Linked DNA regions of Pan troglodytes: region 1 is linked to region 2. Evidence: chromatin contacts called from public HiChIP or PLAC-seq data. All regions are on one chromosome and are shown on one strand. The core of a region is the stretch at or near the end of the contact, and the rest is flanking DNA. Distances in the headings are between cores, read along the strand shown.

Evidence for each region. HiChIP or PLAC-seq counts read pairs in DNA pulled down with a chosen protein or histone mark.
Region 1: a contact with region 2 is called in an H3K4me3 HiChIP or PLAC-seq map of stem cell-derived excitatory neurons, with 13 times the contacts expected there. The contact joins the promoter of IER5L here to the promoter of LOC101059273 in region 2. A contact is called at or near these places in 4 of 7 Hi-C or Micro-C datasets (blood, induced pluripotent stem cells and stem cell-derived neural progenitor cells) and 1 of 1 datasets of contacts at active chromatin or transcription factors (stem cell-derived excitatory neurons).

The regions. Positions count from the first base shown.
Region 1 is chr11:9,279,811-9,285,055 of NHGRI_mPanTro3-v2.0_pri, forward strand. IER5L (immediate early response 5 like) reads left to right here and starts at 1,457. Exons shown (of 1, transcript XM_016946388.3): 1 at 1,457-4,159. The coding sequence starts at 1,666. The coding sequence ends at 2,874.
Region 2 is chr11:8,965,814-8,970,917 of NHGRI_mPanTro3-v2.0_pri, forward strand. It overlaps LOC101059273, which reads right to left and starts at 1,301. Exons shown (of 4, transcript XM_054658453.1): 1 at 1-1,301. The coding sequence starts at 108.

The sequences.
Region 1 (5,245 bases), core at 207-2,706, 310 kb after region 2:
AAAAGCAGAGACTCAGAAGATCCCCTGAGGAGGCGGTGAAGCAGCAGGACGTCTGGTCATGGGCCTCCCCTGAGTCCAGCCCCACAAGGTCCACCTATCTCTGGGAGACTCTGCAGACCTCGTTCATCCTTCAGGGATCCACTCATGGACCCTCCTCAGGCCAACCTCCAGACCATTTCCAAGAGCCTCCAGAGCTGTCTGGGCAGCCCCCACCCCAGGCACCTTTGAAACCCCTGGGAGCAGCAACCAGCCCCCTTCAGGCCTCTTGGTCCAGATAGAGCGCCCCCAGGAATCAGCAATCCTGTCCCTCTCTTCTCCCACTGTCTCAGTCCCCAGCTGGGACCTGAAGGGTTCAGGATAAGAAGGAAAGCTGTGTCAACAGAAGTTAAGTCGGTGAGTCCCCGGGCCTTTGGTATTCACCTCCCGTCTGGAGCGCAGGGTCCTGTCCCAGCTCCTAGCTCCGCCCCCTGGGAACTGTGTGGTTCCCCAAGTCACTCCACTCCTCCGAGCCTCAGGCCCCTCCTCTACAAACGTTAGAGTGAGGCATTGGGGAGTTGCTGGGAAGGGCCTGCCCCATATTAGGCCCATAATAATAGTCCCTATTGTCATTATTATTAGTTAGGCACGAAAGGAAAGGTTACAGAGCTGGTGATTAGGGCACTCAGCGTTTCGGCTCTCAGGACGCCTTTGAGCCTCAGCTGGTCGCGAGGTCCACACACTCCCTGGGTCATGCCTGGCCTCGGAACTCTCTCCATCAGAGAAGGTCAAAATTCACGATGTTTTGGTTTTTCCTGTCAGACAAATGGGGAGGACTTCCCTTCCGCAAGCATTCCCAGAGGCCCCGCGACCAAAAAGTCAAGGAGTCAGGCCCTACATTCTCTGCGGTAGAGGGTACCCCCAAAACCTCGCTCCTTTGATGTTCCCCAGTGTCAAGCCGGCGGCTCCACCAGCCTCCTGTAGAGAGGCCTTGACTCCCGCGGGTCACTCGGGGGGGCGACAGGTGCGCAGGTGGAGGCGCCGCGCGGCCGGGGAAGCGATGAGCGGCGCGCACCTGCCGCAGGTGAGGCCCAGCCGTGCGGCAAGGGGAGGAGCCGTCGCCGCAGCACTCAGGTGAGCCGACCCCCGGCTCCCGGGACCTAAGGCGAGGGCAGCCGCGGGCTTCAACGTGGCCGCTGCCAGGCGACCTATGCTGCAGACTGCGGCCCCGGAGGCTCCGAGTCCCGCGCGGCGCGGCAGCCCCAGGAGAACATTCGAGGCAGCAGCGGCGTTGGAGGCCGGGGGTCCGTTCGGTATTTGAATAGCACAAAGGAACCGCCTTGGTCTGATTGGCCAGCCGAGTAGCCCCGGGGCGGGCTGCGCCTGTCACTCAGGAGACTCTCAGAGCTCCTATTGGCTCTTCTCATGTGGGGCGGGGCCGGGGCACCCGGCTAAATAGCTGGGGCCGGGGCCGGCCGAGACTCATTGCTTTGGCGCCGTCTGGGGAGCGCGAGCCCGCGGGTGGCGCGCGGCGCATGGTGGCGGCTCCTTTCGGAGCGCAGCCGAACCTCTGACCCGGACTCCGTTACCCCTGCCCGGCGCGCCCCGGCGGCCGGCTGGAGGCAGAAACAGCAGAAGCGTTAACAGCAGCAGCAGCGGCGGCTGCTCCGCCGCCGTCTCCGCGGGAGCATGGAGTGCGCCCTGGACGCCCAGAGCCTGATCAGCATCTCCCTGCGCAAGATCCACAGCTCCCGAACCCAGCGCGGCGGCATCAAGCTGCACAAGAACCTCCTGGTGTCCTACGTGCTCCGCAACGCGCGCCAGCTCTACCTGAGCGAGCGCTACGCCGAGCTCTACCGGCGCCAGCAGCAGCAGCAACAGCAGCAGCCGCCCCACCACCAGCACCAGCACCTAGCGTACGCGGCGCCGGGCATGCCGGCCAGCGCGGCCGACTTCGGCCCGCTCCAACTTGGCGGCGGCGGGGACGCGGAGGCGCGCGAGCCGGCCGCCCGGCACCAGCTGCACCAGCTCCACCAGCTGCACCTCCAGCAGCAGCTGCACCAGCACCAGCACCCGGCGCCCAGGGGCTGCGCGGCGGCGGCGGCGGCCGGAGCGCCCGCGGGCGGCGCGGGGGCGCTCTCGGAGCTGCCCGGGTGCGCCGCGCTCCAGCCGCCGCACGGCGCGCCCCACCGCGGGCAGCCCTTGGAGCCTCTGCAGCCGGGTCCTGCGCCGCTGCCGCTGCCGCCGCCCGCGCCCGCTGCGCTCTGCCCGCGGGACCCTCGCGCCCCGGCCGCCTGCTCCGCGCCCTCCGCGCCCCCAGGGGCCGCCCCTCCGGCCGCCGCCGCTTCTCCGCCCGCCTCCCCGGCCCCCGCCTCCTCCCCCGGCTTCTACCGGGGCGCATACCCTACCCCCTCGGACTTCGGCTTGCACTGCAGCAGCCAGACCACCGTGCTGGACCTAGACACTCACGTGGTGACCACGGTGGAGAACGGCTACTTGCACCAGGACTGCTGCGCCTCCGCCCACTGCCCCTGCTGTGGCCAGGGCGCTCCGGGACCGGGCCTGGCGTCCGCCGCCGGCTGCAAGCGCAAGTATTACCCTGGCCAGGAGGAGGAGGAAGACGACGAGGAGGACGCGGGCGAGCTGGGGGCCGAGCCCCCCGGGGGCGCCCCGTTCGCCCCCTGCAAGCGCGCCCGCTTCGAGGACTTCTGCCCGGACTCGTCCCCGGACGCGTCCAACATCTCAAACTTGATCTCCATCTTTGGCTCCGGCTTCTCGGGGCTGGTGAGCCGACAGCCGGACTCCTCGGAGCAGCCGCCGCCGCTCAACGGGCAGCTGTGCGCCAAGCAGGCGCTCGCCAGCCTCGGCGCCTGGACTCGAGCCATTGTCGCCTTCTAGGGACCCCCGAGGGCACAGGGACCCGGGGCCCCGCGGGGCTGGGGCCAGACAAAGACTCGGCAAAGGGGCGAGAGGAGGGAACGAGCGGGCGCCGGGCCACTCGGGGCTGAGCTGGGGGCGAGCGGGGGCAGGCGGCTGATGTTTTATAAATTGTAAAATAAAAAAAAAAATCTAAAATCTTGGACTTTATTTTTGCAGAGAGAAAAAGCGCCTATTTAAGTATGCTTTGTGTTTCTCCTACTCCTTTTTTCTTTTTATTGTAGTGATTGCAGTGGTGTTTAGCGAGGAGCCTACCACGTGAGGGAGGGCTGCTGCCCGGAGGAGGTGCCGGGCAGCCGGGGGCGAGGCAGGGCGCCCTGGCCGCCGGGGCGCGCCGGGGGCGCAGCGCAGGAGGGCGCCGGACCTGGGAAGCCGATTCCAATCAGTTGTCAGACCCGGGAAGCCCGACGTTGAACGCTCTCCCGAGTCCCTCTGTGGGGTGAGGAATGGGTCTTGTGAAATTCTGAGCAAAAACAAAGGCAAACTCTATCTCCGAAAGGGACGTTTGGGTCACATTTCCTCTCTGGGGGCGGACTCCAAAGTTCTCAAAATGAGAAGGCAGAAATGAAAACACTTCAACTTTTTTTTTCTTTTCTTCCCGGGGCGGGTGTCTTGAACCCCTCTTCTCCCCGCCCCTCTGGCTCCGTTCTCCTCCCCTCCTCCACCCGTCTCCCGGACTCGGGGGTGGCGCCTGACACCCCGACACTCTCGGACACTGTTTGGGTAAGGGGTGGGGGGCGGACACGGCGGACTACATTTCCCATCATGCCCAGCACTGCGGTCCTCACTAAACAAAAAAGGAAGTCAATTCCTTCACCTGGATCCCCGGCGGCCCCGGGGGAGGGAGGGGCCGGGACCGCCGACTGCGTTGGAGACTTTGCACTAAGTTCCTGGTCAGCTGTGTTTGTGTGTGTGCTTCTAAGTTGCACTGCCTTGGTTCAGCCTTCGGTTGCATTTCATGAAACCAGCATTGTTCGAGCCTGTGAGAACCCCGTCCTGTGTCTTCAGCTCGATAGATTTGTTTAATTTAAAAGCCTTTTGTTGTAAAAAGGTGGGGTTCGTCTGCAGCCCCTCTGGTTCTCTGCCATCAGCACCGTGTGGACTCCAAAACGAGTTGCCAATCCTTCCTTTATCGGCCCTTTTCCCTCGTTACCCTGTATTTTTGTGCATACTGAATTGTATATCACCGGGTAAAACTGTTCAGATTGTTTAAATTTATAATCTTAATAAAAAGTCGATTACAGAAGATGGTGGTGCCTTGTTTTCAGATATCTGGGGGCGTCAGAGAGGATAGAGAGGTGTGGGGAGAGACCCCGCCCACCCCCATGTAAACCCCAGTTCTCTTCGGTCTGGGCGGGCGGGATCTACCCACATCCGCAAGGTCGGCGGTGGGAGAATGGGGGGTGATGGTGGTGGCTGGGGATGAAGCGGGTGCTGCGCGTCTCTCGGCCGCCCCCGCTCCAGGGGGGTCCTGTCCCCCACGGGAACTGGCCGCCCCGGGGTCTCCAGCGGGAAGCGGAGCCAGCCTCCAGCACATTTCCTGCCCAGGCACAGGCGCAGGGCCTGGTCGGCCTCGAGTCTGAGCTCTCTGTGGCCGGGGAAAGCAGCCGGGGGACGCCGGGGGTTTCAGGGCCACCCGCACTCCCTGCCCCGCGCCTCTGCCCCGCACGTCCGCAGGTCTCGGGCTGCAACTTGGGGAAGTTTTTTCCTTTTCTTTTTCCCTTTTTTTTTTTTAAGTTGAGTTTGTTATCACTGCTCGGTGCCACTTGGTGGTGTGCTGGCGGCGTCTCCCTCCCTCCTCGCGCCCCTCCCCTCTCCCTCTCCTTCCCTCCCACCCGCCGCTCTTCCCTCCCCAGTGGATGGAGGGAGGAAGGCTCCCGGCGCGCGCTCCCCTCTGACCACCTACGGAATGACCTCAGAGTGGGAGAATGTGCCAAGGCCCGGGGGAAGCTCGCGTTCTCCCCACTGGAAACAAATCCACATCTGGAGCCGCGGCTTGGGCTCGGGGGCGCGCGGGATAGTTCCAGCTTTGCAAAGAGGGGTTAGGAAAGAAAGAACGAGAAAAAGAAAGCAAAGTGGCAGCCTGCTGGCTGTTTGCTGCCGACTCCCCACAGCTCCTCGCTCTCGCTGGCTCCCTCGCCCCCACACTGCCCTCGCCGGTGCGAGCCTCGCAGCCACCCCGCAGGACGGCTCGCGCCCCCCACCCCAGCCTTCGCGCCTCCCGCGGCGGCAGGAGGGGCTGCCGCCAAGAGGCCCCCAAGCCAGACTCTGAGAGGCGGACGCAAGCCTGTCCCCGGGGACTGCTCCGCTCTGGATCCCGGTGTCGCGCGAG
Region 2 (5,104 bases), core at 51-2,550:
AGACATGAGCTCTATGGTCTGTGTGTGTTTACTGTGTGGCCAGAGCGTGTGAGGAGTGTGTGGAACCGTCTGTGTGATGTGGGAGTGGGGGGATAAGTGTATTGGCATATGGAGTGGGAGTGTGTATGTGTGCACGCATGCACGCTAGGGCATGCACCTTTGTGCCTGTGATCTGTGTCATGCAGTGTGTCTGTGCCTGTGTGGGATGTGGTCCCTGTGATGTGGGGAGTGTATGTCGGTGTGTGTGTGTGTTGTGGGGTGGTGCTAACTGGGACACTCTCCAGGGGAAGATCCTAACTCGGATGGAGGTGGAGGAGTTAACCAGGAAAATGGGAGAGGGACCAGCACGTGCAAAGGCCTGGAGGCATGAAGATGGAGCCTGGAGCACTGGAGGACTTGAAAGTGGTCCAGTGAGGCTGGGAGTAGGGAGGGAGAGGCAGGGGCTGGGAGGGACAGGGCAGGCCTTCCTCCACCAGTTTGAGTTCCATTAGCTTGAGGGTGTGTACAGCCAGGAGGGGTGGAGGGGCTGAGAGGAGGCCGAGCCACCACTGACCAGGTGGAGGGGTAGGGGGTGAGCCTGGACCGGGGCAGGTGCTGGGTGGAGGTGGGGGAGTGAGAGCCAGAGCTCTCAACCAAGCCTCTGGGAGGCCGCAGGGCCTGGGATCGCAGACGCGAGCCTAATCCCTGCTCAGCCCAAGAGCTGTAGCCAGAAGGTTCTTAGTTTCCCCTCAGTAAACTGAGGTTCAGGACATTTCTGGGGCACTTGCTCTGTGTGACTGGGCAAGGGCTGGGCAGGCATTTCCAGCATGAACACATTTTCCCAGGCCCACTGGTTGGAGGGCACCGAGGGGAGAAGGGGGACAGAGGAAAGGAGCCGGAAGCAGGAGCCAGAATTTGAACCTAGGTGGTCTGGCTCCAAGAGGGCCCTCTCACTTGACTTCAACAGTGACATTAGCCAACTTCAATAGTGACCCCAGTAGCCAGGCGCGGTGGCTCACGCCTGTAATCCCAGCACTTTGGGAGGCCGAGGCGGGTGGATCATGAGGTCAGGAGATGAGACCATTCTGGCTAACACGGTGAAACCCCGTCCCTACTGAAAATACAAATAATTAGCCGGGTGTGGCTGCGGGTGCCTGTAGTCCCAGCTACTCGGGAGGCTGAGGCAGGAGAATGGCGTGAACCCGGTAGGCGGAGCTTGCAGTGAGCCGAGATCGCGCCACTGCACTCCAGCCTGGGGAAAGAGCGAGACTCCGTCTCAAAAAGAAAAAAAAAAAAAAATTGACCCCAGTAGTGACAACAGTGACTCACCTGCCCCATGGGCTTCCAACTGAGATGGTTGTGCTCTCCTTTGACCCTGTATCCTGGGGGACTGCATACGGTAATTATATTGTTACTGCGCCTTTTTAGAGATGAGAAAACTGTGGTCAGTAGCAGAGTGGCCTGACCAGGGCTCCAACTCCCCCGTCCTACTGCAGATGATGTGGGGCAGTTTTCTTAGCACAGGCTGGAAGCTCTCTTAGGTAACACGTGGATGACAGCGTGTGACCCGGCAGAAAGGAATTGTAATTCCGGGTGGCTGTACGACCTTGGACGGTCCTTTTGCCATCTCTGGGCCTCGATTTACCCAACTGTACAATTCGCCCCGTGAGTCTAGGAAGATTTGCTGAGCGTCTGCCAACTGGCAGATGAGGAAACCGAAGTTCAGAGAGTTGAAAGCACTTGCCCCAGGTCAGGCGGCCGGCTTCGAAGCCGGATTCCGAAGGCGTGCCCTGCCCTCGGCCCCCAGCGGTGTCGTCTTGCCCCCAGGGGGCCGCGACGCAGGGCCGTTCCAGGCCCTGCCAGCCTGACGTCAAGCCCGGCCGGCGGGGCCTCGCTCTGCACAAACAGATGCCGCAGGCCAGCGTCGGGGCCGGGGGCGGCGATGACTCAGGGCCCCGAGACGGGCCGGGAAGCGGAAAGTTGTGTGCAGATGACATCAGCCGGCCGCGAGGGCGGGAGGGGGCCGGCTCCGGGAAACGGCGGCCTGGCGGGCGGCCCGGGGCAGGGGGTGGAGAGGCGGCCGCGGGGCGGGGGCGGGGGCGGGGACGCCGGGACGGGACGCTCGGGACCACGAAAAATGTCCCCACTCCCGCCCGCCCCGGACCCAGGCCCGGGAGCCCGGCCCCGCTTTTCGCCGGCGAGGAGCGGGCTTCACCCGCCTGCAAAGACTCCGCGCTCCCCCGCGCTCCGGAGGCAGCCGCATCCATCCTGCTGCGTCCCTGCATTTTAATTACCGCGGTATTAATATTCATGAGCCGGGACTCGAGGGGGACCGCGGGCTGTCATTTCCCTCGCCCGCCCTTCCCCCACCGCACCCCTCTTCCCGGGCTGAGTCGTGGGCTTTTTTCCTCCCGTTCCCAACCCCGCTCGCACCAACCGTTGGTGCGCAGCAGATTTGGGGGAGGGGGGTTGGTGTGAGTGTGAGCATGAGTGTGAGCGAGTGTGAGTGGGGAGGGGCCGAGTGTGAGTCTGTGCCTGTGTCTTTATGCCTGTGTGTACGTGCCTATGTGTGCCTGTGTGTCTGTCGGCAATCCCAGGGCCGTGTGTGCACATGTCTCTGATGTCTCTGTGGGGCTTGGAGAAGGGCCAAAGTCTGTCCAAGTTAGCAGGGCCTGACTGTACAAATGGGGAAACTAAGGCCTGGAGAAAGGCTGGGCCTTGTCCAAAGCCACCCCATAGGTCAGTAGCACAGGGAAGCCAGAGCCCAGGGTCTTGCGTTTGGCCGACTCTGCTCCCCGACTCTCCCGTGCTGTTGTTTGTAACAATGGCAGACAGGATGTGCTGAGCCGGCACCTCTCATATGGCCTTCCCAGCAAACCTGTGCAGCACGTGGTCCTGGCCGTCCCCCGTGCACACAGGGAAACTGAGGCAACTGGTCCAGCCAATGAGGGGTGGACTGGAGCCCAGAAGTGTCTGAATCCCAAGTCCCTGGGTTTAACGGCCCCACTGTGATGCCTCCTGGGGAATTGTGCAGTGTCCTCACTGGGGTGATCCGGGGGTACCTGGAAGTTCCTGGGTGCCCGGGCATCAGGGGGGTGTTTCCCCAGAAACACAGCCCACATTCTGTTTCCCTCCCAAGTCAGTCATCAGATGAGGCTGCCTTCCTGTGGCTCTCCCAGTCCCCCTCCGTCCTCTCCCCATCCCTGAAGCCTCCCAGGAGCTGCCCTGCACACCAGGCCTTCCTCCCTGGGCCTGAGGTCAGGCAATCACTCATTCATTCATCCAACAAATGCTTCAGTGCCAGTCGCTGTGCTAGGCACTGGGGATTCTCTGCTCCCTACTCTGGTCATCTCTACCTGGCCTAGGAGCCTCCAGGCCCACAAGGGGGCTGTTCACCTCTGTGTGTGAATGCTCACTAGTGGTGGGGGACTAGGGGCACCTGTGCACAAAAGACAGCTCTCACCCAGCCTTGCCACAGAGGTCTGGGGTGCCCACATATTCAGTGGCCAGAAAGGGGCTGCGATCATCTTAGGGCTGATGGGGCGGTGGCCACACTAGGCAGCCTGAATCTTTGATTCTCTCTCCTGCAACTTGTCCTCCTCTGACTGCCAAGCCAAATAACCCCAGGGGCTGGTCAGCCTGCCTTACCCCGGGTTGAGCCAAGGCCGTCCTCCCTCTCACGTCCAGCCTAGAATAGGTGGACTGTTCCCTCCTCTCTGCCCACGCAGGGCTGGGCTGGAAGTTGTGTCCCAGCCATGTCCCCTGAGCCTTTTCTCCCCTCCCTTTGGGAGCTCCGCAGGAACACAGAGAAGAGGACAGGGGTGCAGCCAGAGGACTCGGGAGAGGAAGCGATAATTTAATTGGGCTTCACGGGCTAAATAGGAGTTTGCCTAGGAGAGGCGGCCCAAGGACAGGGGACTAGCTCAGAGGGGTGCCTGCCTGCAGCCCCCATTCTATAACAGGAACCAGAGCAGGCCAAAGGCAAGAGACCTGGGGAGACTGGGAGGACGGATTTTCTCCTAAAGGGCCCGAGGCAGTACAGCCTAGTGGTCCATCCGCACTCTTGGGTGGGTCCATCCTGGGTGAGAATTCCCCCTCCCTCCTCACTGTGAGGGCCTCTATTTCCTGATCTGCAAAACTGGGAAAATAACATTTTTTTTTCAGGTTTATATTCAGATCAAGAGACACTGCCTGTACAGCACCTAGCACGGTGGCTGGGGCTCTTTCATAGGGTGATGTGTCCTCACGGACGTAGGGAGGCCTCTGGAATCACTGTCCCCATTTGGCCCAGAATGGGATTTAAGGATCAGTCTGTGTCCCACAGTCTAACCCATGGGGAGGAGTTTGGTAGGGACAGACTGCTGGGAGGAGGGGGAACAGCCTGAAACTGTCATGGGTCAGGCAAGGCTCAGGCTCTAGGTAAGAGAGGGATCTCAGAGGCCGCACTGCCCTGCCTGCTGGGCTCCTTGTAGACCTGCCAGATGGCCCATCACCCAAACAGCCCGACCTGCAGTGAGAGGGGCAGCCTGGCCCGCCAGCTCTGGGCTCCCTCCTGCTGCCTGTGTCTCTTTGCCTCCTGGCTCCCCTCTGTCTTTTGAAAATGTCCTCCCTTCTTTTGTTAGAATAGTCATACCTGTACAGGGCAAACACATACACACACACACACACACACACACACACACACAGACAAACAAAAAAACACAAAACCATTTTTTTTGAAGGAAGCACTGTAAAAGTTCATGCAGTACATCCTGACGCTGTCATTCTAGGTTTCGTGTACATTTCCAGGACATTTCCCTGCCTATGGAGCTGTCTTTGTAAAATTCCCACAGGATGACATCCACGATGGCTCCCCATTTTTATAAAGCAAGGTAGCTTCCTCCAGCCTTTGCAGGCTGGCCCAGGCTCGGCAACACCATTCTCCTTCCCCTCCCCATTACCCTCCCTGACGCTGGGCTGCGGGCCCTTCCTCAGAGCATGGCCTCCTCTCCTGCCACCATGCCTTTGGCTTTGCTGTGCCAACCTCTGGGAATGGCCCAGTGCCCTCCACTGAGATTTCTCAAGACCAGCCTTTGCTGTCCCCTGGCCTCTGTGCCTCCCCCACCAGCTCTCCTCCCTCCCCATC